Linked DNA regions of Mus musculus: all the other regions are linked to region 1. Evidence: chromatin contacts called from public HiChIP or PLAC-seq and promoter capture Hi-C data. All regions are on one chromosome and are shown on one strand. Each heading gives the region's core, a stretch centred on a gene start, on an enhancer-like site or on the middle of the called end of the contact. The rest is flanking DNA. Distances are from core to core; before and after follow the strand shown. Region 1 holds the start of Atoh8 (atonal bHLH transcription factor 8). Region 2 overlaps Polr1a (polymerase (RNA) I polypeptide A). Region 3 holds the start of Immt (inner membrane protein, mitochondrial). Region 4 holds the start of Polr1a (polymerase (RNA) I polypeptide A). Region 5 overlaps Polr1a (polymerase (RNA) I polypeptide A).

What was found. Promoter capture Hi-C pulls out the DNA fragments that hold promoters and counts their contacts. HiChIP or PLAC-seq counts read pairs in DNA pulled down with a chosen protein or histone mark.
Region 2: a contact with region 1 is called in a promoter capture Hi-C map of liver, with 4 times the contacts expected there. The contact joins the enhancer-like site here to the promoter of Atoh8 in region 1. A contact is called at or near these places in 16 of 39 promoter capture datasets (the C10 cell line, the HPC-7 cell line, cranial neural crest and 9 more), 1 of 15 datasets of contacts at CTCF or cohesin (large pre-B cells), 4 of 484 Hi-C or Micro-C datasets (bone marrow-derived macrophages, cerebral cortex and uterus), 11 of 115 datasets of contacts at active chromatin or transcription factors (astrocytes, craniofacial prominence, embryonic stem cells and 4 more) and 4 of 9 other capture datasets (adipose tissue, embryonic stem cells, liver and 1 more).
Region 3: a contact with region 1 is called in a promoter capture Hi-C map of pre-B cells. The contact joins the promoter of Immt here to the promoter of Atoh8 in region 1. A contact is called at or near these places in 14 of 39 promoter capture datasets (the 3T3-L1 cell line, 3T3-L1-derived adipocytes, the C10 cell line and 9 more), 2 of 484 Hi-C or Micro-C datasets (bone marrow-derived macrophages and muscle stem cells), 1 of 115 datasets of contacts at active chromatin or transcription factors (pancreatic cancer cells) and 1 of 9 other capture datasets (adipose tissue).
Region 4: a contact with region 1 is called in an H3K27ac HiChIP or PLAC-seq map of trophoblast stem cells, with 5 times the contacts expected there. The contact joins the promoter of Polr1a here to the promoter of Atoh8 in region 1. A contact is called at or near these places in 22 of 39 promoter capture datasets (the 3T3-L1 cell line, 3T3-L1-derived adipocytes, the C10 cell line and 14 more), 1 of 15 datasets of contacts at CTCF or cohesin (the NIH/3T3 cell line), 5 of 484 Hi-C or Micro-C datasets (Sertoli cells, bone marrow-derived macrophages, liver and 1 more), 23 of 115 datasets of contacts at active chromatin or transcription factors (the NIH/3T3 cell line, acute myeloid leukemia, astrocytes and 17 more) and 4 of 9 other capture datasets (adipose tissue, liver, macrophages and 1 more).
Region 5: a contact with region 1 is called in a promoter capture Hi-C map of hippocampal neurons, with 2.3 times the contacts expected there. The contact joins the enhancer-like site here to the promoter of Atoh8 in region 1. A contact is called at or near these places in 9 of 39 promoter capture datasets (3T3-L1-derived adipocytes, embryonic stem cells, hematopoietic stem and progenitor cells and 3 more), 1 of 15 datasets of contacts at CTCF or cohesin (large pre-B cells), 6 of 115 datasets of contacts at active chromatin or transcription factors (astrocytes, embryonic stem cells, hepatocytes and 2 more) and 4 of 9 other capture datasets (adipose tissue, embryonic stem cells, liver and 1 more).

Annotation. Positions count from the first base shown.
Region 1 is chr6:72,233,331-72,237,668 of GRCm38.p6, reverse strand. It overlaps Atoh8 (atonal bHLH transcription factor 8), which reads left to right and starts at 2,092. Exons shown (of 3, transcript NM_153778.3): 1 at 2,092-3,275. The coding sequence starts at 2,505.
Region 2 is chr6:71,949,486-71,953,697 of GRCm38.p6, reverse strand. Polr1a (polymerase (RNA) I polypeptide A) reads right to left here. Exons shown (of 34, transcript NM_009088.3): 16 at 4,175-4,212; 17 at 3,036-3,118; 18 at 2,777-2,935; 19 at 614-712. Among named protein-coding and RNA genes, the nearest start is that of Gm26628, 12 kb to the left of the region's middle. Within about 2 kb of position 2,882, at least 43 of the 459 cell types and tissues checked have an H3K27ac peak or open chromatin away from gene starts, as enhancers often do. A contact at or near this core is called in adipose tissue, bone marrow-derived macrophages, hematopoietic stem and progenitor cells and 2 more, where this site is marked.
Region 3 is chr6:71,829,325-71,833,739 of GRCm38.p6, reverse strand. It overlaps Immt (inner membrane protein, mitochondrial), which reads right to left and starts at 2,420. Exons shown (of 15, transcript NM_001253681.1): 1 at 2,225-2,420. The coding sequence starts at 2,269.
Region 4 is chr6:71,906,751-71,911,301 of GRCm38.p6, reverse strand. Polr1a (polymerase (RNA) I polypeptide A) reads right to left here and starts at 2,249. Exons shown (of 34, transcript NM_009088.3): 1 at 2,063-2,249. The coding sequence starts at 2,139. It overlaps Ptcd3 (pentatricopeptide repeat domain 3), which reads left to right and starts at 2,540. Exons shown (of 24, transcript NM_027275.3): 1 at 2,540-2,668; 2 at 3,456-3,508; 3 at 3,613-3,649. The coding sequence starts at 2,562.
Region 5 is chr6:71,967,040-71,971,474 of GRCm38.p6, reverse strand. It overlaps Polr1a (polymerase (RNA) I polypeptide A), which reads right to left. Exons shown (of 34, transcript NM_009088.3): 26 at 4,028-4,163; 27 at 3,459-3,616. Among named protein-coding and RNA genes, the nearest start is that of Gm26628, 5.5 kb to the right of the region's middle. Within about 2 kb of position 1,859, at least 29 of the 459 cell types and tissues checked have an H3K27ac peak or open chromatin away from gene starts, as enhancers often do. A contact at or near this core is called in hippocampal neurons, where this site is marked.

The DNA.
Region 1 (4,338 bases), core at 843-3,342:
CTCCCTATGTAGTGGTAATTCTCCGCCCCTGGCTGCCCAGCATGTCTTTCCTGTAGACTAAGTTCTAAGCATTGGCCTTCCCTTCCTTTCCCAGCTTCACTCCTGAGCCATGGTACAGCCATTCAAAGGGTATGGAACCTTCCAGCGGCACTGCTATGCTCTTCCAGCGTAACCTGAAAAAGTTGTCTCAGTTGGGGAGGTTTTACTAAATGAGTGGATTTTCTTGGAGTGTATCTGTGCCATTTCATACAAAGCAAAGATGGAGCTGCTATGAGAACTGAGAGCCTGTTTATCCCAGCACCTCCATGGCTTTGTGAAATTCTTAATGCTGTCTTTATAGGGCCACTCATGCATCCCCAAACCAGATCAGTTCCTTGACAGAGGTCAGTGGGGTTGAGTCTCCTAAGCTTTATACCACCAGGGGGCGCTGCCCAGCTGGTTTCTGTCCAGCTTCTCAAGGAAGCTAACGGGAATCGGAGAACGGGGAGTACCAGGAGAGACCTGGTTTGCATTCAGCTGGCCTCGGCCTGAAATCTGTGGCCTGGTAAGCTGAGAATGGCAGTCACAGGCATTCTTCCCATCAATTAGGCTACTTACATTTCTCTTCTGTTCCTCAGAACACCCTTCCATCCTGTGACTGCCAAGTTCAGATCCTCAAGTTGCCCAAAGGGAGACGTGGGGGTGGTGGGTGTGTCTACCCAACACAGATGTCATCCCTATCACTGCTCTCTTTCCTTCCATTCCGACAAATTACAGTGGTCTTTCCCTTCTTTTGGAAGACATTAGAAAAGGGCTGGGGTTCAGCTTTCGTGGAGCCCGTTGTTAGGAATGGCATCCACTCACGTGGAGGCATCTAACACACTAACTGCCACGGGCAACACAGCTTGTGACTCTGCCCAACTCTAGCTAAGCCCCGAGTTATAGTTTCACTACACCAGTGTGTCAAGGGTCACCATTCAAATGCCATATACGATCTCCTTTCATCCTTTTAATGACACTTGCCTCAAAGGAGACCATTGGAGGAAGGCTCGGTGAAGAGAGCAACTCTACGTGGCAGCACAGGGGAAGGTGTGTGCAGAGGGTCCCGAGAGGGCCTCCCCGTCAGCCTCTTCTTTCTAGTAGGATTTCCAGTGGAATAGGGGCCTGGGGGTCTGGAGAGTGAACTCTACCTCTGGGGCCAATTGGCATCAGGCTCTGTGCTCAATCAATTGTTATCATTCCCAGGAGGAAGGTGTGGTTGTGACCCCTATCCTGGGCATAAGGAGCCAGAGGTGCCGAGGGACAGCACGACGAATGCCAAGGTCGCTCAGTAAATGGCAACCTTGAGCTCTGGACCTAAGAATTCTGTCTGCTTGAGGAGCTGTCCTGCCCTGGCTGATAACATTAGCGCAGCTACTGATGACCTGGCACCTCCTGTGTGGCGGCTTTCACAGCCAGGCTGTGACAAGCATGGGTGTTCTCCAGATTCCTCATTTCATAGATGAGTAAATCTGGGTTTAGCAGGGCGCTTCGGGTAAGATGACTTAAGATCTTCACCGACGTTACATCTGCTAAACCAGACATTTGCATCTCTCAGTTTCCCAATGTCCGGTGTTCTGTTCCTAAGGCCTCTGCCCCAGCAAATAGGGGCAAGAAGGGAGAAGGCCTTCTTGCAGTTGGATGACAATGACCAGCCACTCTGGGGTTCTTCTCTCCCACTTATCTTTCCCTCCCAGAAGCTCTGGGATTTCTCCCTCTGTTGGACAGTTCGGGTGGGAGGTAGAAGGGAAGGTTCTGGATGGGAAAGGTCGGCGCTGCGTCACCCCCACCCCCACCCCAGGCCAACAAGGCTGGGCAATGAAGGGCCACAGCGATTAGCAGCCACGTGCTCGGGACTGTAGTGGACAGTGCGGACTGTTTTTGGAGAGAGAAGGCGCGCCCCCAACTTGGGTAGGGGGCAGAGAGGGCGAGCAGGAGGAGGCAGGTTCCGGCACAAGGCATGAGGGGTGGGGGGAGGCCGAGAGCACGCGGACAAAGGAGGCGGCCCTCAGCCCAGCTGTTTTGAAAAATGCTTCCTGTTTCTTTAAAGGCGCTCGCTGCTCGGGCGGCCTGGGCTCGGGAGGCGGCAGCGGCGGCGGCGGGAGCTGCCTCCTCTCCGGGCGGGCGGCGCTGAGTGATCTTGCGAACTGGGCTTCTGTGTAAACTGAGGCTAAACAAACACAGATGGAGCGCAGCGGGCGTTCTGCAGAAATGCTGGCAGGGCGGCAGCGACTTCAGATGACACTCTGAGCTCTCCCGGGGAACCGGCAGCCTCCAAGGCTTCACGGAGCCGGAGGCGCAGCTGCCCCGGGAGTGGGGGTGCGAGGGAGGGACCCGGGGAGGGAGGGTAGGAGGAGAGAGCGCGGCGACAAGGCGGCGCTCAGCGCGGCGGCCACCCGGCACAGCCAGGCGCGCGGCGTGCAGAGTGATCGCTGCGGGCGCGCGTCCCGGGCAGTCCCACGCCCCAGCCTCACGCCGTCCTCGCCATGAAGCACATCCCGGTCCTCGAGGACGGGCCGTGGAAGACTGTGTGCGTTAAAGAACTGAACGGCCTCAAGAAGCTCAAGCGGAAAGGCAAGGAGCCGGTGCGGCGCGCGAATGGCTATAAAACTTTCCGATTGGACTTGGAAGCTCCCGAGCTCGGCGCCACAGTCAGCACCACCGCCGCCACCAACGGGCTTCGGGACAGGACACAACCGTTCCCGATCGCGACCCCAGTACCAGCCTCAGTGGCGCCGGCGGTTCCTCCAGGTGGAGGCACAGACACAGCCAGGGAATTCCGGGGCATCAGAGCGCCTGAGGTCTCTGACGCGCGCAAACGCGGTTTCGCTCTGGGCACAGTGGGACCGGGACTACCCACGCCACCGCCGCCTCCCGCATCTCAGAGCTTGGCACCCGGGGATCCCGAGGCGCACTCCTTCCGCGAGCAGGCTCTGCGTCCCCGCATCTTGCTGTGCGCCCCTCCCGCGCGTCCCACACAATCCGCGCCTCTCGCACCCCCAGCGGCGCCACAAGAGTCCCCCGTGCGCCCTGCGCCCCCCACGCGCCCGGGGGAAAGTTCCTACTCGTCAATTTCACACGTAATTTACAATAACCACCCGGATTCTTCCGCGTCGCCTAGGAAACGGCCAGGCGAAGCGACCGCCGCCTCAACGGAGATCAAAGCCCTGCAGCAGACCCGGAGGCTTCTGGCCAACGCCAGGGAGCGGACGCGGGTGCACACCATCAGCGCAGCCTTCGAGGCGCTGAGGAAGCAGGTACTCACTAACCGCCGCGGGGTTAGAGTGGCAGAAGTGGGTGGGTGGGTGGTCCCAGGGTCGGAGTTAGGATAAAAGGAATCCCACAAAGCAGGCAGATTAGAGTTATCATTGTTGCAACTTTTTAGTTTGTAAAGTGGGCGAAATCTAGGGATCTCTGGCCTAGACACGCCCCTGTTCCCCAGGAGTAACCGCGTCTGACCTCAGGTCTTGTAGTTGACTTGTGCAGCGAGTATTTGTCTTCTGGTCCCTTGGGCTTGGTGGGGAGTACGGGGGGGGGGGGGGGATGTGGGAATCTTCCCCTGGCAGGGGAAGGGAACAGAGCACGACCTTTCCGCTCTGTGCACTTGGCATGCTTGGGGTCTCGGCCCCCTGTTGGTGTCACCGAGGCACACAGCATCACAGAGGTGCGCTCCTGGGGGCCCTGGAATGTAAAGGGCGACCCAGGAGGCGGGGGTGGGGAGGTGGGGGTGGGGGGTGGGTAGGGGTAGGGGGTGGGGCTTGTCAGCGCCTCTCAGCTCCTGTTTCCATGGTCACTTCAGCTTGCTTCTAGGATCTCTGCTTTACCTAGTTCCCGGAGTCCGTTATGACCGGGCTACAAGGCTGTGTTTCTTTCAAACACAGCTTCAGGAACTTTCCCAGGAGATCCTGCCCACCGCTGCCCTTCCTCTTCACACCAGTCACCTCCTGGGGGGCCAGGAGACTGCTGGGGATTCTCTCAGGGGTCGGGGTGGAGCCAACAGAGCCGAGCTCTGGATAAGCCAGGGGGCTCCTCTTTAGTTACTGGGGGCAGACTGCCCTCACCTGACAGCATCTATTGGGAAAACTAAGGAACATTTGACTAGAGAATTACCATGGCAGAGGGGGCAGCTGACAGTTCCACTTAAGATAAGCTTAGTTCTTCCCCAGAACTCTCTGGTTTCTCACTTTCTTAGAGAGGAGTAAGATCTGCAAAGGGTGTGGGATGGGCCCTCTCATTCAGGTCACATAAGAGGTTGGAATGGGTGGTGGATGTTACTTCTTTAATGGATGAAACTTTTGTTTGTTTGTTCTGCCACTGATT
Region 2 (4,212 bases), core at 1,633-4,132, 280 kb after region 1:
TGTGTGTGTGTTTGAATTCATGTGTGTAATTGTGAAGGCCAGTGGTTGACACTAGGTATTTCCTTAATCTCTCTTCACCTTCATGTTTTGAAACAGGGTCTTTCACTGAACCTGAAACTCATCATTTTGGTTAGCATGGCTGACCAGCATGACCTTTGGGGATCTGCCTACCCCACCCACAAGGGGACTACATCAACTGCCATGCCCAGCTTTTTGCGTGGATTCTGGAGCCCTGAGCGCAGGTCCTTGGGCTTGTGAAGCAAGCACTTCAGTGATTGAGGCATCTCCTTATTTCAACATCAAGGTTTTCACTGAAACTCTACATAGACGGATGATGTGCAGATATAACATGCATATATAAACAGACCAATGCCTGTTGTTATAATACACCTCATATGGTATGTAATCTAATTGCATACTTCCATCAGCTCTGTCTGAGTCCTGACAGTGGTTAGCACCTGCACTGACTACTATATGCTTCAGGGCTTTCTAGTCTTGTTAGTTATATTTTACATGGACTGGAGATGTTTTAAAAGCAGAAATAAACCTGAAAGCTGACTCCTGACATCAGCCCACCCCTCCGGCAAACTGGCTGAGCTACTTTTGTTCATACTTGCATCGTGTTCACGGTTGACCCTTTGGCTCCTGACTGCACCATCATCTGCAGGTTGTTTTCGGGGAACTGTCTGTGCAAGCCAAGAGGCATACATGCCTGTGGATTAAATCAACACATTGGTCAGCGACTTCATCTTTTTTGAAATCCCACATTCAGAAGGTAAAACTATGACACAAAACCAATAAAGCCAGAGAGAAGAGTGAACTGCATTTAAGACAAAGGAAAGCCTTATCTGGATTATCCTTTCACTAAAGCCTATAGATGTGTCCTGCCTCTGCCACACTCACAGGAGCCCCAGGTTCCATTCACTGGTCAAACCTCACCAAATAAGGAAACATAAATGGCTGGGAAGCAGGGGAGGGTTGGGGGTGGGGAGCTGGCAAATGCAACTGGGAGGCTCTAGATATGGTTTGAATAAGAATAGCCCAGAGACTCATCACCATGGAGTGACACTATCTTAAAGGATCAGAGGATCCTTGTTAGAGGAAATGTGTCACTGGAGGTTTCAAAAGCCTCTGCCTATGGATCAGGATGTAGAACTCTCAGCTACATCTCCAGTACCATGACTCCTGCGTGCCACCATGCTCCCTGTCATGACAACGGACTAACCACTGAAAATGTAAGCAAGCCCACAATTATATGCTTTCCTTTATAAGAGCTGCCTTACATGTCATGGTGTCTCTTCACAGCAATAGAACAGTGACTAGATAAGACACTGATAAGAATAAAATCTGGGCTGGAAAGATAGTTCAGTGGTTAAGAGCACTGGCTGTTATTCCAGAGGACTCAGGTTCAGTTCCCAGCACCTATACGGCAGTTCACAGCTGCTTGTAACTCCAGTTCCAGGGGATCTGACACTTTCACACAGAACATGTCGGCAAAACATCAATGAATATAAAATAAGATAATAAAAAAATGTAAACAAAGAATAAAATCTAAGGTACGGTACTAATGAATCAGCACAGGAAAGCACCATTTGCTTCCCCAAAGAGCCAGCATTTTACCAATGTCCACACTCACCAGCACAACACCAAGCACTGGGTTGGGAGCCTTGCCTCAGCAAAAAGCCAGCAGAAGTGAGGAAGCCCACAGGGAGATCCTGGGGGACAATGACATGGGTTCTGAATCTGTTTCAGCCTTTGTCTGGAGATCTAGACACCCAACTCTGCACAGGAGCGGCAGAGCCTGGGCAGGAAGTGAGCCACGGGACAAGAATCTATTCTAAGATGTGCTGTCAGCTCTGGAGGGCAAGGCTCCTGCTTTCCCAGGCAGTGCTAAGGCTCCTCTGAATAAAACTTTCTTTTTGGGGGGGGGGTTTCGAGACAGGGTTTCTCTGTATAGCCCTGGCTGTCCTGGAACTCACTCTGCAGACCAGGCTGGCCTCGAACTCAGAAATCCGCCTGCCTCTGCCTCCTGAGTGCTGGGATTAAAGGCGTGCACCACCACGCCCGGCTTGAATACAACTTTCTACTGAGGAGAGCTGTTCTCTAGGCCACCAACTGAACATCAGGGAGAGGATCCACAGACAGACTGATGCTGAGTAGTAGCCTCGTTCTTGCTTTGCTCAGGACAGACTCCTGGCTGGTGGCTCCTCCAAACCACAAGACGGGGAGTCCAGGCTCTGGAGCACAGGGAGAGCACATGTGACCTTGACCCATGCAGAGTCCCATCTCCTCCAGGACTGCCAGAGGAGGGGCTCAGCATCCTCACACGCCTGCTTCTCGGTGAGAACAACTCAGTGCCCAGGCACACGACTTCCTTAAGGTCACACAGCAAGGACCAAGTACAACAGGAGGCCAGGCATTCCCTTGGTGCTGCTGCACAAGCATCAGAGACTTCTGCCTTTCATTCTGTACATCTACCTACAGTGGAGTGGTTCTACAGGCAGGCTTCTTTCTTCAGCCCCTTTAATGCAGCAACTTCAAAGGAAACACATTTAGAAATGCTGCTCAAAGCGTTCCTCTTTTGCATGAAACCAAGGCCTTCCCAGACTCTGTGTGAGCTCTTCACAAAGACGGATTCTACCTACCCAACTTCAAACTTCACCTAGTTGGGCTGATCTAAAAGGCTCAGGGTGAGAATCAAATGTAATTAAAAGCAAACCAACAGAAATCAGCATTCAAAAAGATGGGGATTTGTGCACTGTATGGCCAGGCTAACCTTGTTAATCTCATTGCTGTAATGGTTCACTTCCTCCTTGAACTTCATATCAATCATGTTAAAATCCCTCTGGTCTTTGCTCAGATGGGCATCCTGCCATTTCCCTTGGATTTCATCACATGATGCAGTTTCTGGCAGGCTCAATGCAGCCTTGACAGCCTAGAACGAAGAAAGGAACAGGAAGCTCTAGCCAAAGGAGGGCGTGGTTTTATTCTGTAAGGTGGACAGCAGACCACAGCCTCCCAGTCCTCCTCTTTACCTGGGGTCCACACTGGGTAGATTCTTCAATGATACGCTGTCTCACCACATCTGCATTTGGCTTAACCAAAATGTCTTCTACACCTGCAAAGTCAAACAGAGAAGATCAACAGGGCCCAGGCCTAATGTTGCACTGGCTAGTAAACTTGGTGATGCTTTGACCCAAAGTTGAGAGCTACAGGTAAGAGAAACTCTGGAACAGCTATATTAACACTAATGAATGCTCATGGAGGCCTAAACACTACAACTTCTCTTTCGTAAGTGATACAATTAGGGCTCAAAACTGAGATACACAGAAGAAAGCCGAGGCTTAAGTTTCAAACTTCTGCTTTTTAGCCAGAAGCTCTGCTGGCTACATCCAATAAATATATGTGGGATGAAATGGCTAGAGATTTTGGCTGTTCAGCAGTAGAAGAGAGGCTGACAGTGAGTATCCCAGGAACCCGATCTACAGCTGTATGCATGCATGCAAGCACGCATCCACGTCAAGTACAGTAATTTCTTTTCAACCCAACAATGTTTTGTTTCTACACAAGAATGCCAGACTTAAGAGATCTGAGTGGGAAGGCAACAACTGACTGTTTAAGAGCAAGAGCAAACATCTGGAAGTCCCATTACAGTAGCTGGAAATCTGAGGCTTCTGAAGACTCTATGCAAGCAGGAAGAGGAGGAGATGATTCCTTTCCGTGGAAGCCAAAAGCATAAAAGCAGACCCTGCATGAGGTCGCATCCAGGCCATCCCTGTAATGATGATCTCTGCCAATTAGGCAGCCCTCCCCCAAACTCTCCTCCCTCCTAGCATGGCCTTGCTTGCTCTGTCAACCCTTGGCACATAGGTCACCAGTGCACTGAACCATTCCTGTCTGTGCCCTGGGCTAGAAGAGCTTCAAGCACGGCTGTTGGTTAGGTCTGGCTTTCACTTGTGAGTTGGGTGCAGGAGTTTATGCTATCATAACGAGTGGGTTGAAGGGACAGAACGGGGATGGGAGGGTTGCTTTGCACTGCTGGAGGGAAAGGAGCACTGGCTGTGCAAAGTCAGTGGATAGCACTGATGGCAAGAGCCTAAACATCGACCAAGAAAACTGCCTAGGTGCCATCCTGTAAGGTGAACAGAGCCAGGGCCACAAGCAGGGTACTTACCCAAGGTGAAACCTCTATAGAGCTGGAGGTAGGCAGTG
Region 3 (4,415 bases), core at 1,171-3,670, 400 kb after region 1:
ACAAATTTGAGGGGTTGGGGATTTAGCTCAGTGGTAGAGCACTTGCCTAGCAAGCACAAGGCCCTGGGTTCAGTCCTCAGCTCTGGAAAAAACAAAACAAAATTGAATGTAAAAACATAAATGCAAAATTGAGAGGAGGAAGAAGGGGAGAGAGGGAGAGACAGAAGGGGAGGAAGGGAGGTGGGAGAAAGAGAGAGAGAGAGAAAGAAAGAAAGAAAGAAAGAAAGAAAGAAAGAGAGAGAATGAGAACACTCAGGAAAATAATCACAGAAGATTCACAACCTGGACTGGGTATGAAACCGAGGAGAGGTAACCAGCCAGGCCGCAGACATAGAATAGTATAAATGAGACATATAAGATACTAACTAGTCAGGGGACAAGCCCTGCTTAAGACCTAGGCATTTATTCATGAATAATAAGCCTCCCAAGTCATTACACAGGAACAGGGCCATAAATGGAAAAGCTCACTTATATTTAATGTTCTTCCAGAGGACCTGAGTTCAGTATCAGTGTCAGGGAGTCTACAACCACTGATTAACCTTAGCACTGGGGGATACAGTATCCTCTTCTGGCCTCCATAGGTGTGTACATGTACACATATTCATTCATTCACACACACACACACTCTCTCTCACTCTCTCTCTCTCAGACAGACAGATAGACACACACACAAATAAGCAGCAATATCAAATGCTACAGAATGAATGAAGAGGTAATGACAATAAACCTATGAATTTGTTGACAGTGACTTCAGGGAACTTTAAAATGTTTGTTGAGAGCTAGAATACCATTCATGTTTTAGTCTCTAACTGAGCTCCCCAAAAAGAAATCTGAATTAGGGAAGTTACTCAGGTAGGGCTAGTCTAGTAAATAAATCAATGAGAGAAGAGATGTTGAAGTAAAGACAGAAAGAAGCACATGGTAATACTAAATGTGTTGTGTTTCGTGTTTGGTGTTAGGAATGGCCTGTAAGTGCCTTGTGGCAAGAAATTGTTAGAAGGTTCTAAAAGCTGAGAGCAGCCACCTGCAAGACACAGGAGAGAACATGGACTTTAGTGCAACACCTGAAGGGGCTGGATTTAGCTAATTATGAATTTGGAGGAAGTAAAAAGTACTATCTACAAATGAGAATCAAAGCACAGCTAATACTTCTCAACAAAGCCTTGCATGACTCTAAGCTGAGACTCCACAACACTAATGTCCAGACTACTACAAAAACTGGAAGATAATCAATGAGGGTGTAGTTACAGGCTGCTTAATGTGTGCTGTTGGATAAATACCAACAGAAAACTAATACGGGGCTCACTTCCCTATGCAAGAGGCTGAAGGACAAACAGTAAAGCAAAAATAAAGAACAAAACTGCTTAACTTCAATCATCTCAGGATGACCCTGTCTCGAAACTTTATCCAATTACTGCTCAAGTTGCAGCATGTTCCTCATAACCTTTCAAGTGTTAGTTTTCTAAAACTTCTGAGTAATGGAAATGGGGTTTTTATTTTCAACTGTAGAAAGTTATACTGACAGTTATGAAAAATTAAAGAGAGACAAAACAGGGCGCCTAAGATACCTGAATGTCAGACATGGTTCCAGTGCTTAGAGACACTGATCCCCAAGCTAATCTCAGAAATAAGCACAAGGTCATGACTTCTGTCCTCCTTCAGCACCAGAAGTTTAAGCTCGAGAAATGAAAAATCTTTCACCTTTTACTATAAGACTAGCTCAAAGGCGCTCTCGGCTACGGAAACAAAAGGAACCCACTCCCAGATTAACAGCAACTTTGACCCCTAGGCTCTCCACCAGTCCAGGAACCTGCTTATTAAAGATGCAACAAGCCCTGAGAAGCAATCCCTGCTGGGAACTGTAGTTCTCCCGCGCCGACCTTCACGATTGGAAACCTATCACGTGCCCAACCGGCGGCCCAGACGCCAGCAGCCAGGATTGGTCCGAGACTGAGATAAGGAGGTACTGATTGGATACCAGGTCCCTGAAGCCACGCCTCAGCGGCACACCCGCCTCCCCGCGCTCCACACCCCAGCCCGCTTCTTCAGCAATAACCCTCGAGTCATTCCAGTCCAGCGGCCGCCCTAGAGGACTGCCTCGGTTCCCCGCACTAGGGGTGGCTCTGCCTGGGGGGGGTGCGCATCATGGATGCCTCTCACGTTGTCCGTTGGCAGTCCGCAGTCAGCGTGACCACGCGCCCCTTCGGAGAGACCCCACGCTCACCTGGGCCGCGACGGTCACGCCGGATAACTGACAGGCCCGCAGCATTTCTGCCGAAGCGACAGCGCTGCTGGTGGACGCGGGAACGACCGCGGCCGCACGAGAGGAGGGCGTGCGTGCTGGTGTGCGTGCCCGCGTCTGTACAGCCTAGCTGCGTCCGGCGCACCGGAAGGGCCACCGGCACCACTGCGCACGCGCCGCCTCCTCCCCTGCTACAGCCGAGGCGGCTCCCTGAGGGTGGGACTCACCCCGGCTGCGAAAAGGGGAGTAAAGCGGTGATTGGCGACTAGGAGGCGGAAGGGCAGGTTCTCCTTCCGGGTCGCGCTTGGGCGCTAGTTTGTCTGCAGATGACCGGGTTACTAGGTGAACTGGCCGGAGAGTGCTGTGTAAAGTTCGACTGTGACTCTTAGAATTAAAGCGTTGGTGAATTAAATTAGAATTAGACTCTTAGAATTAAAGGGATGGGGAGGTGGATCCGGTAGGGACGCCTGCTCCCAGTCCTGACGACCTGAAATTTGCGACCTCTCTGGTGGCAATAGAATCGATTCCAATTAGTTGTCCGCTGACTTCTTTATGGAGCTGAGGCACACGTATGCCTACAGGGTTTTTTTTTTTTTTTTGGTTTTTTTTTTTTTTTTTTTTTTTTTTTTTTCTTTTCCAAAGGGTTGCTGAAGAATAAGCGAATGTGCTGAAGGCATCCTGGGGCAGAATGTGTTTCCGGTGTCTTTAAATAGTAGAGAACGGATAGGAACCCAAATTCTAAGTTCAGGTTTTTACTTAAGTCACACCGCTTTTTTTTTTTTTTTTTTTTTTTTTTTGCCACTTTTATTTTATAAAGATGATTTCGGTCGCAGTTTTGGGGACGGTTTGGAAGACTCTTCCAAGCGTTCTGAGTTTAACAATGTGTTAAAAATTGACTGTCGTTAATATTCTATGTAAATTCCACTATGATTATGTGGTTCTCTTACCATAATAACATAGAAAAATAATTTTCAAAATCTGTTGGAGGCTGGACCTAGTCGTGCATGCTTTTAATCCCAGCGCTAGAGAGGTAGAGGTAGGCAGATATCTTTTGAGTTCAAGGCCAGCTTGATCTACAGAGTTCCAGGACAGCCAGCTGAATATATTGAGACCCTGTCTTGAAAACCACAAAACAACAAATCTGTTTGCAAAATACTTACAAGCCATAAGTAGGTGATTTGTTATGATACGATACAGATAAAAAAAAGCTGCACTTTTATTTTCATTTATAAAATAAATGAAGTCCAGTGTTGTGGTCACACTGTAAATGACAGCACTTGGGAGGCTGTTGCAGGATTGGACTACATAAATTTCAAACAAAAAACAGGAAAGATTTGAAAAATATCAAAAATGTGTTTATGTTCTATATTATCTACGTTCTATACATGCCAAGCTTTTCAGAGCACTTCAGTAATGTACTTGTCGATCTTTGTCATGTCATCATTCGACAGCCTCCAGTCCTCCCATTTTCTTAGTAAATCTAGCAGTCTGGCTCCATCCCTGTTCACCGCTGCTCTGGTTCTTGCCAGCGTGATAACGTCTCGCACACTGTTGACCCGGGGCTGCTTTTGTACTACACTTCGGACCTTGTACTACAGACAGTCTCCTTGGCTTTAAGATCTCATTCTTCAGGGCTGGAGAAATGGTTCAATGTCTAAGAGCATATATTATTCTTGTAGAGGACCCAGATTCAGTTCACAGCCCCAATATCAGGCAGCTTACAACTTCCTATAAATTATCAGAGAGCCCTCCAGATACAGACACAGACATGATTTATAAAAATAAATCTTAAGCCGGGCATTGGTGGCGCATGCCTTTAATCCCAGCACTTGGGAGGCAGAGGAAGGCGGATTTCTGAGTTCGAGGCCAGCCTGGTCTACAAAGTGAGTTCCAGGACAGTGAAGGCTACACAGAGAAACCCTGTCTTGGAAAACAAAAACAGCAAAGCTGGATCTGGGTGCAGGTGTGCAGGGCATCTGAGTTCGGTTCCCAGCACCCACCTCAGGCAGCTCATAACCTTTAACTGCAGCCCCAGGAGATTCTGCGGTACCTTCACTAATGTGTTGTATATAGTTTGAGAAAGAAAGATCTTTTAAAAGATCTTTATGGATCTGGAGAGGGCATTGGCCACTCCCTCAGAGACCAAGGTTGAGTGTCCTGTGTACAACACACC
Region 4 (4,551 bases), core at 1,000-3,499, 330 kb after region 1:
GTCAGATCTATTCTGAAGTGAAAATGTAGCCAAGCAAATATCACCCTCACAACCTTCCTAGGAGTCTGCTCTTGGAAAAAGGATACTTTCTATAACCCACAACAGTAGTTCTCTGTCTTCCTAATGCTGCAACCTGCATAATACAGTTGCTTATGTTGTGGTGACCCCCAACTTAAAATTATGTCATCACTACTTTATAACTATAGTTCTGCTTCTTTTATGAATTGCAATGCAAGTGTTTGATATTTGACCCACAAAGAGCTCGGAACTCACAGGTTGAGAACTGCCGTCCTACAAAAGTTTCCCTTGATGAGACAGTGCTGAAAGTTTGGGATCTGGCACTAAACAATTAATGCTCCTTTTAGTCAAGTTAGAACTGGTAGCCTTCCATCTCCTTCGGAGTAAAGGCTATGCCCTTAAAATGACATGGGGGTTGGGGGTGGGGGTTCCTGGTCTCTACCTCACTTTATTCCAGTCACCTTGGCCCCTTGCTGTTCCTAAAAACCACAGGCGGTGAAGGACTTAAATATTCATAGTGCCACTGAATATTCACAAAAGCTCAAAAACATATGAAAAGATGTGTGCATTCTTCAAATCATTGCAAGTCAAAACCACAGTGAGATACCATAACCCATCAGTGTATGATCAAAACAAACACACAAACCAAACACACAGCTAGAAAGGACTTGGAGAAGAGGGAGTCTTTATGTATGATTGATGGGAACATACGATGGTGCTGAAATTATGAAAAACTGAATTAACTTCCTCAAAAGGTTAAAAATGGCATTAATGTCTAAACCAGGAATTCTGAGTCTGGGTGTGTACACACTTTAATAGAAGCCTCATTCACAATTGCCAAAAATTGGAAATAGCCCAAATGTCCATCAGCAGATGAGCTGATGAATCGGCATGTACGCGCGCGCGCACACACACACACATCTATCTATCTATCTATCTATCTATCTATCTATATCATGTTCTATTTACTTAACCCTAAAAAGGAAGGAAGTTCTGATCTATTTATCTATCTATCTATCTATCTATCTATCTATATCATGTTCTATTTACTTAACCCTAAAAAGGAAGGAAGTTCTGATCTATTTATCTATAATTTTGAGGACAGTATGCTAAATGCATTGGCCAGTTACAAGAAGTCGGGGCTGACTGACTCCTTTTACTTGAATAGGGGCCTGAACAGTCAGAATAACTGAAATAGAAAGTAGACAGGTGGTTACCATGCGGCAGGGGCAGGGAAATGAAGACTGACTGATTACATATGGAGATTGCAATGGCAAGATGTGTCCTAGAGGGGGTAGTGCTGATGTTACCAGTGTGGTCTACCTTTTTGTTTGTTTGTTTTTTTATTTTTCGAGACGGGTTTTCTGTGTCCACGAAGCTCTGGAACTGACTCTGTAAGACCAGATTGGCCTCGAACCCACAGAGATCCTCCTGCCTCTGTCTCCTGAATGCTGGGAGGGTTTGTTTTGTTTTGTTTGTTTTTTCAAGACAGGGTTTCTCTGTGTAGTCCTGGCTGTCCTGGAACTCACTCTGTAGACCAGGCTGGCCTCGAACTCAGAAATTCGCCTGCCTCTGCCTCCCAAGTGCTGGGATTAAAGGCGTGCGCCACCACTGCCCGGCAATGCTGGGAGTTTTTAATGCATGTTGAGTTATTAATGGGAGTCTAAGAAGCGTGTATGCTATCGTGATCAAAAAGCATTAGAGAAGAGTCCCCAGGACTTCATAGCCAGGGTCTTGATCCAAGATTTAAAAGTTCATCATCGCTTGGACCAGAGGAGACTAATTAGGAAGTTGATAAGCGTGTGATGTAATGTGATTATAAATGACATAAAACTAGTTGATTAATGAGGAAGATGAACAGATGAAAATGCAGCAAGCGCATTCCTTCCCATTACCAGCAAGCAAGCACTAGGCAGCCAGCCCCCCACCCCCCACCCCGACCCCGCCGCCCCCGGACTGGCTCGGCTCAAAGCCTTCTGGGAATCGTAGTTCCCAGCTCCAACTTCCACAACCCTGTTCTACACGCATCCCACTAACTCCTTACTTGAGCTCTTCGGCCGAATACATTCCGAAGGAAATGCCCTGAAGCCGCCTCCATGGTGTGTGCTTGGAGGCCAGCATCTTCCGAGTCAGTTTTGAGGTCCGTCACTACGAGAGAAGTTCCAGTCAGCCGCAGAGAACGCCACTTGAGTCTTGTAGCGCAGAGCCACCATGTGTTTTTCCACTGCGCTTGCGTGCGAGAACCGCGGCTTGGCAAATTGGCTTGGACGAGTTCATTTTTGCTTTCGGGGTGGGTAAGGAGTGGAAGAAAACTGTCTCAAAACCCTCCTTCAGTTTAAAAGCAAAATTACACAGGAGACTTTAGAACAGCATTTCAAGTAAGTTTATTCGAGGTGAACGATGTGTACTGAGCGTTCCGCTGCTAGTCTAGCCAAACAGGACCTTGTGACCACCCGTTTGGAGATGAGACGTTCCACGCCAGCCCCGCCCCTCGACCCTGGAGGCGGAGGTCGTTCCCGACGTGCTCCGCGAAGAGTCCAAAGATGGCGGCGGCGGCGGTTGCAGCTCGCCGCCTGTCCTTTCGCAGCGGGCTTGTCTTGCTGCAGACCACTCGGGGGACGGGTGTGTGTGAACCGAAGGTCTGTTGCAGGTAAGAAGACCCAGAGTCATTTTGGTCTTGCATTTCCCTGAGAGTCGTGAAAGTAGGTAAGATGCAAAGGCATTTGTATGGTCGAGGCCCGGCCCTCTCAAGGGTAACACGAGGTAGCGTCGTATTTAGTGATCTTTAGATCTGCGAGTTCGGGAATTCTTTCGGAAAATTTTTATTGGTTGGTTGCAATACTATGTATAGCCAAAATTACCCTTTAAACTAGGGCCCTGTTCTCGTGAAGTTTACATTTCCGTGAGTGCCGCTACAAGCCCCTACACAAATTTCTTTATCACCCCCCCCCCTTATTCATTTTAACCCTGCAAAAAAGAAAGGGCAAAGTAACAGATCTTTCACAAATAAAGGGCAGGCTAATATTACCAGTATGGACTGAACGTTATGAGAACCTTCAGCTAAGAATAAGCTAAGACTTTAGTAAAAGCAGAAAGCCTTAAAACGTCTGACCCCATTCTTTCCATCTGGTGGTGTTGCAAATACTTATGTAATTTCTTTGTACATCCTTCATGCAGTGGCCTGGTGGAAATAGGAGGTGGTTTTAAGTCAGTTGTAGAGTGGATAATTAGCTCATACGATGTCTTTGGACCAATACAAAAAAATAAATAAAACTGGGTTACAAGTTTACACTACATCTAAATGCCTCTATAAATGTGGCTCAGAATGTGTGCATGCGGGTGGAGCTGAGTCAGCAGAGCTAGCGGTAGGAGCTGAGCTGAGGCCATCAGGGAGCAGTGCTAACAGTGGGATTTTTGTTGTTTTGTTTTTAATGCAGATTTTATGCTGGAACTGAATCCCTCCCAAAGGTTGAAGGATCAGATATAACAGGTATTTTTAAAACTATGGAAATAGAAGTTTTTAAAAATGAAAAGACATTGTATTTCTTTGTGTTGTTAGAAAATTGTTTATTTTTATTTTTTTTTCTACATAAGGGATTGAAGAAATAGTCATTCCAAAAAAGAAAACATGGTGAGTATTTTGCTATTCACTTACCAGGTGATTGGGTATTTACTGTAAATAAAACATAAGGATTTAAATAGTGCCTAGCACATAGACAAATACCATGTTAGCTGTTATTTTTTAAGTCTTGTTATATAATTTTATGTGTAAACTATACATTTAATTTATAAGTGAACTATTAGGTGTACTTTTGTTTCATTTGGAGTGGCTATTTGATATCATTGTATAAATATGATTAGATTCATTTGTTTCCCTGCATAAGAATAGGAACAGTGGCTGACCATGGTACCATACTCCTTTAGTCTCAGGAGGCAGAGGCACAGGGATCTCTGCATAGTAGGACTAGTGTACCTACTGAGTTCATACAGTAATGCCCTGTCTTTAGAAACAAGAATAGGGATGAGAGAGCACTGGAGCTAAGAGTAGGGACTGGGTTACCTGTGAATACAGCATTCCAGCGTACGCCCCTTTGCACACCTCTATATCCAGAAAAACGACAAGAAATGCAACAGGAAGAGTATTTACAATGTGCTACAATCTAGTTGTCACCTGCCTGTGTTGTATCTTATAGTCCTATATGTATGCAATTTTACCCGTATAGATAGACAGAATTTAGGTATATATTGAGTGTTGTTTTGTAGTGACATACTCCTGTAGTCCTAGCACTCAGGGCAGAAGTTGGAGGATTGTCACGAGTCCCAGGCCAGCCAGCCACTTATTTAAAATTTCCCTTTTTCCTATTGGTAGTTCTTGTGAGATGTATTAGGTAAAGAGTGCAGGAAGGCAGGATGTAATATGATTGTTGATTATGGTGATAGTTCAGACAGGCCTGTGGAAAATGTTAGGAAATAAGAAACGGTTAGCAAGTCAAGGCCTTTAAAAATTCAGTTTATAAGCTACGAGTGCTTTTA
Region 5 (4,435 bases), core at 610-3,109, 270 kb after region 1:
GGGGCAGAAAAGTCAGAAGAGTCGAGGCAGGGCAGGACTTTGGAAAGACACAGTTCAGGTGGAAAGAGTAGACACTGGAGAAGGGTGAGAACCTTGATTGCATATGTTATAAGGATCACTTCCCAAGGGCACCACAGAGGAGCTGGAATAAGGCAGAACAGGGCGCTCCCCTCCAGAGGCTAGGGTTAGCGCTCTGTCATCAGTACCTCTGCCCTGCCTCAATACGGACACTCCAGCTCTGAGGTTCCTCGCCCAGCATTCCCAACAGTCCCTCTGTTCCTACTCTCAGGGGTCCTCTGGGCATCTGCACTCTCAGCAATATCCCCAGCCTTTCTCCATTCCCCCAAGGCTAGGCTGAGGGGCCACAGAACACCTCAAAAACACCCTCCCTCTAGGGCTCCTCTACCCGGCCTGCATCTTCTGGAGACCAGAACTAAGGAGAACAAGGGTGAAGGTGGAACAGCAGGATGCTGGAGAATGGCAGACAGCAAGGAGAGTGATGGCCCTCAGCAAATGTTCTGTGACGGTCGTGCTACCTGGCAGTGGGCAAATGAAAGGAACCGGACAGGCATGCGGAGAGGAGCTGCTCATCCCACATAAACAACTGTGACCTGGGAACAGGACCTGTCAGTGTTCCCAAAGGTGCCTGTCCCGTCCACAGCACCAGCTGCTGTGAGAGTCGATTCTGCTCAGTTGCTCTGGCTGTAGAAGGGGTCAGTGGGCCCCTGGCTGGGCCGGAGGTCAGAAGCTACAGTCCTTGACTCAGCCCAGTGTTCTTCCCACTGTACCACAACGCTGGCCTACTCTTCCAGGTTAGCCACACAGATATCCACAGTGATGGATGCCAGCAGACATCTGAGAACATCTGTGCTTGTGTGTCTCTAAGGAACACATGCTTGTTTCCTTTTCCTTCCATTATTTGTTTAAAATGAAAAAAAAAAAAAAAGAAAGAAAGAAAAGAAAGAAAGAAAAGAAAAGAAAGAAAACAAAAGGAAAAAACCCTCATGATCTCGCAGATGAGGAGGGGAGAAGAAAAGAAAGGGATGGCAGAGACAGGGAAGGGAAGAAAGGAGGAACAGCTGCAGGGAGGGTGGCTCCCACGCCCTCTTCCATTTCCAGTGAGCTCCAGGGCCTTAATGCCTTGAGTCTCTCACTGCCTAGGCTGACAAGAGATTCTAAACTGCAGCTGTGTTACAGGCTGCTCCTACTTTTGTCTTTGCCTGAGACCTTGGAGGCCTGCTGTGGACTCATTAAGTCTACCACTGACCAAAGTGACTGCACATGCTCTGTTTATCACAGCTTTTCAAGTGGACAAGCAAAATACACCCAGGAGCTGAAAAGGTACTACACTGCTGGGAACAAGCCAGGGTTGTCACTTGTAAGAAGCAACAACAACAACAAAAGTGGTTCAGAGGTTGGAGAGATGGCTCAGTGGTCAAGAGGCCTTACTGCTCTTTAAAGACCTGAGTTCCCACAACCTATGTTGGGTGGTTCACAACTGCCTACAACTCCAGCACCAGGGAGACCTGACATCTCTGGCCTCTATGGCCACCTGCATACAGCACACATACACCCATCATTAAAATAATAGAAATATCTTTTTTTTCTTCCATAAGGTAGACAGAACTCCACGCTCAGCTGGCATGTCCCTCATGCCCTTCCTGCTTAGCAGCTAAAGCTTCCAGGGTGAAGAGAAATGGGGCAAGCTGTCAACTCCGCCTCCTCTCAATCAGGCCCTGTGGGCTCTGAGTCCCACTTCTCAGAAGAGAACTTTGCGGCCAGCACAAACACCCACTGTATGTGGGGGCCCTGATCGTCTCTGTTAGTTAACAAGCTGGCGGGCTGGAGCCTGTTCTGTGCTGTCACTCTGCCCAGTGTCCCAGAGCATAGGAAGGAACAACACAAGCAATGGGCACAGATACACGGAGGCTGTGATGTAAGCACGGCACAAAAGCAATGGCTGGAGCAGGACTTCTTTCTCTGGATCTGTGTGTGAGCCTGCCAATGTGCACACAGAGCTCAGAGGACAGACAACTTCCGAGGGGCAGTGCCCTCCTTCCACTATGAGGTCCTAGAGATCGGGTGTTAGGCTTGGTGGCATTGCCTTCACCCACTGAGCCATCTTATTGTCCTGGTCTCTACAAGTTAGCAGCTCTGGGGAGACCTGGGGTCCTGTCTACATAAAAGGCAGTGGTCAGGGGCAAACAGCCAAATCCTGTCAATGATGGAATCTCCTTTTGCTTAAATGTATTAAATGTATATTTACCAGCTGCTGCTGCTTGGACACTGACCTTCTCTCCCCTTCTGCTCACCCAAAGCAAAAGCATGTCTCAAGACAGCAGCAGGAGGCAAGCCTTTCTTTTCTGAAATTATTAGATTCAGGCGTCCTGGTCCACATTCTTGCATGTGAGAGCCAACCCGCCAAAACGGTTCCACACTCTGCCAGTGTCCTCCCACTCTGCCTCACCATCACTGGGCAAATCAAGTGCTTTGGCCAATCTTGCCACACTTCGGATCTTGCACCCTCATCATTCTGGCCTATGCTTAACCAAACCCAGTAACCCCAACTTGAGAGAAAAAGGAAGTTCACTCTCCCTAGCAGAGAGAAACCAGAATTCCTACAGTGAGAATCCGCTTACACAGTGCTAGCAGAGAAACCAGAATTCCTACAGTGAGAATCCGCTTACACAGTGTTAGCAGAGAGACCAGAATTCCTACAGTGAGAATCCGCTTACACAGTGCTAGCAGAGAGACCAGAATTCCTACAGTGAGAATCCGTTTACACAGTGCTAGCAGAGAAACCAGAATTCCTACAGTGAGAATCCGCTTACACAGTGTTAGCAGAGAGACCAGAATTCCTACAGTGAGAATCCGCTTACACAGTGCTAGCAGAGAGACCAGAATTCCTACAGTGAGAATCCGCTTACACAGTGCTAGCAGAGAGACCAGAATTCCTACAGTGAGAATCCGTTTACACAGTGTTAGCAGAGAAGCCAGAATTCCTACAGTGAGAATCCGTTTACACAGTGCTAGCAGAGAGAAGCCAGAATTCCTACAGTGAGAATCCGTTTATACAGTGGTGTGGAGACGACATGCCACGGGCTCCCTATCAGCTGACAAGATGTGAACGAGGAACCACATTATAGGCTGAAACCACAGAGTCCCACTTTCTGCTGCGTGTTGGATGGAGCCACAGAGGCACCACTGTGACGAGGCTCCCTTGCTTCCTGTACAGGTCCTTTCAAACCCTAATCCCATAACCAGGAGAGAACTCGTCCGTCCAGGACAGGCCGAGGCAACGATAAATGGCTAAGAAGGGTCCCACTTACAGGCCAGATTGGGGTGAGGGATCCATATTAGGTGGTGGGGCCTACTGTCCTCTGAAACACATCCTTTGTGGCTCCTGCCAGGAGTGCTCCATGGCTCAAAGTCAAAGACAAACACAGCTGAGTCCTGACCTGGTTTCCATGAAGTGCAAGATGTCCTCGGGTCTCAGGCACTTCTCCTGCTGGTAATATGCATGTGGCAGGAACTGAAACCGGAGCTCATACACCTGGAACTTATTCCGTTTTTCTCCCATACAGAAGGACTCCTGGATGTCAACTTTCTGCAATACCTAGAACCAGATGAATGAACACAGAGAATCTGACTTGCTCAGCCCCCCAGATGATTGTGCATAGCAAGTGGATCACACGGTATCAAAAGTCTGAGGGGGCCACAGCCCCAAACTGCAGACACCCTAGTAAGCTCTGCCTGCATGAATGCCTTGCGGTATGCTCAAGTGAACAGCCCTGGTGTTTGCTAAGTTAACCCAGGAAGCATTCTTACCGCATTCTCCAGGCAAATGCTAGGGAACTAACAATTATCTTAAAAGCTTCTTGATCTAACCCTGTCTAGCACTTGGCAGAGACTGTCTGTCTCCTGGTAGGAGTCTGGAACTAAGATGCCAGTAGACTGCTCTGTTGGGGTAGGAGGAGGCAGGATCAGGTCTCCACCCAGCGTGTAATCAAGTATGAGAGACAGTTACCTCCCCCAGGCACACTCTGGTGAGCCTCTTCTTTAGACTCTTCACTTTCTTCAATGCTTTCTTGGTGTCGAACACAGGCACACTCATCATGGGCGTTTTGATGTTGGCACTGGCCACCATGAGAATCTCCCTCAATCTGACAAAGAATAAGGACACATCTGATCAGAGGTAACCTGATTTTCTTGATCGGGGTATGACAGAGGAATATGCCCTACCAGTCACAACTCTGGTCCTGCCAGGTTCCTGCAGGACCAGCTCCTCATGTGCAGTTACAGCTACAGCTCGCTTCCTTTCACCACTCCCTGCAGTCAGCAGGCACTTACAGAGAGCTTAGCAAATGAGAGACGGAGGAAAGAGTAAACTAGAAGCCTTCAGCACTCTTACTGAGCCCTGCCATCCCAACAGCAG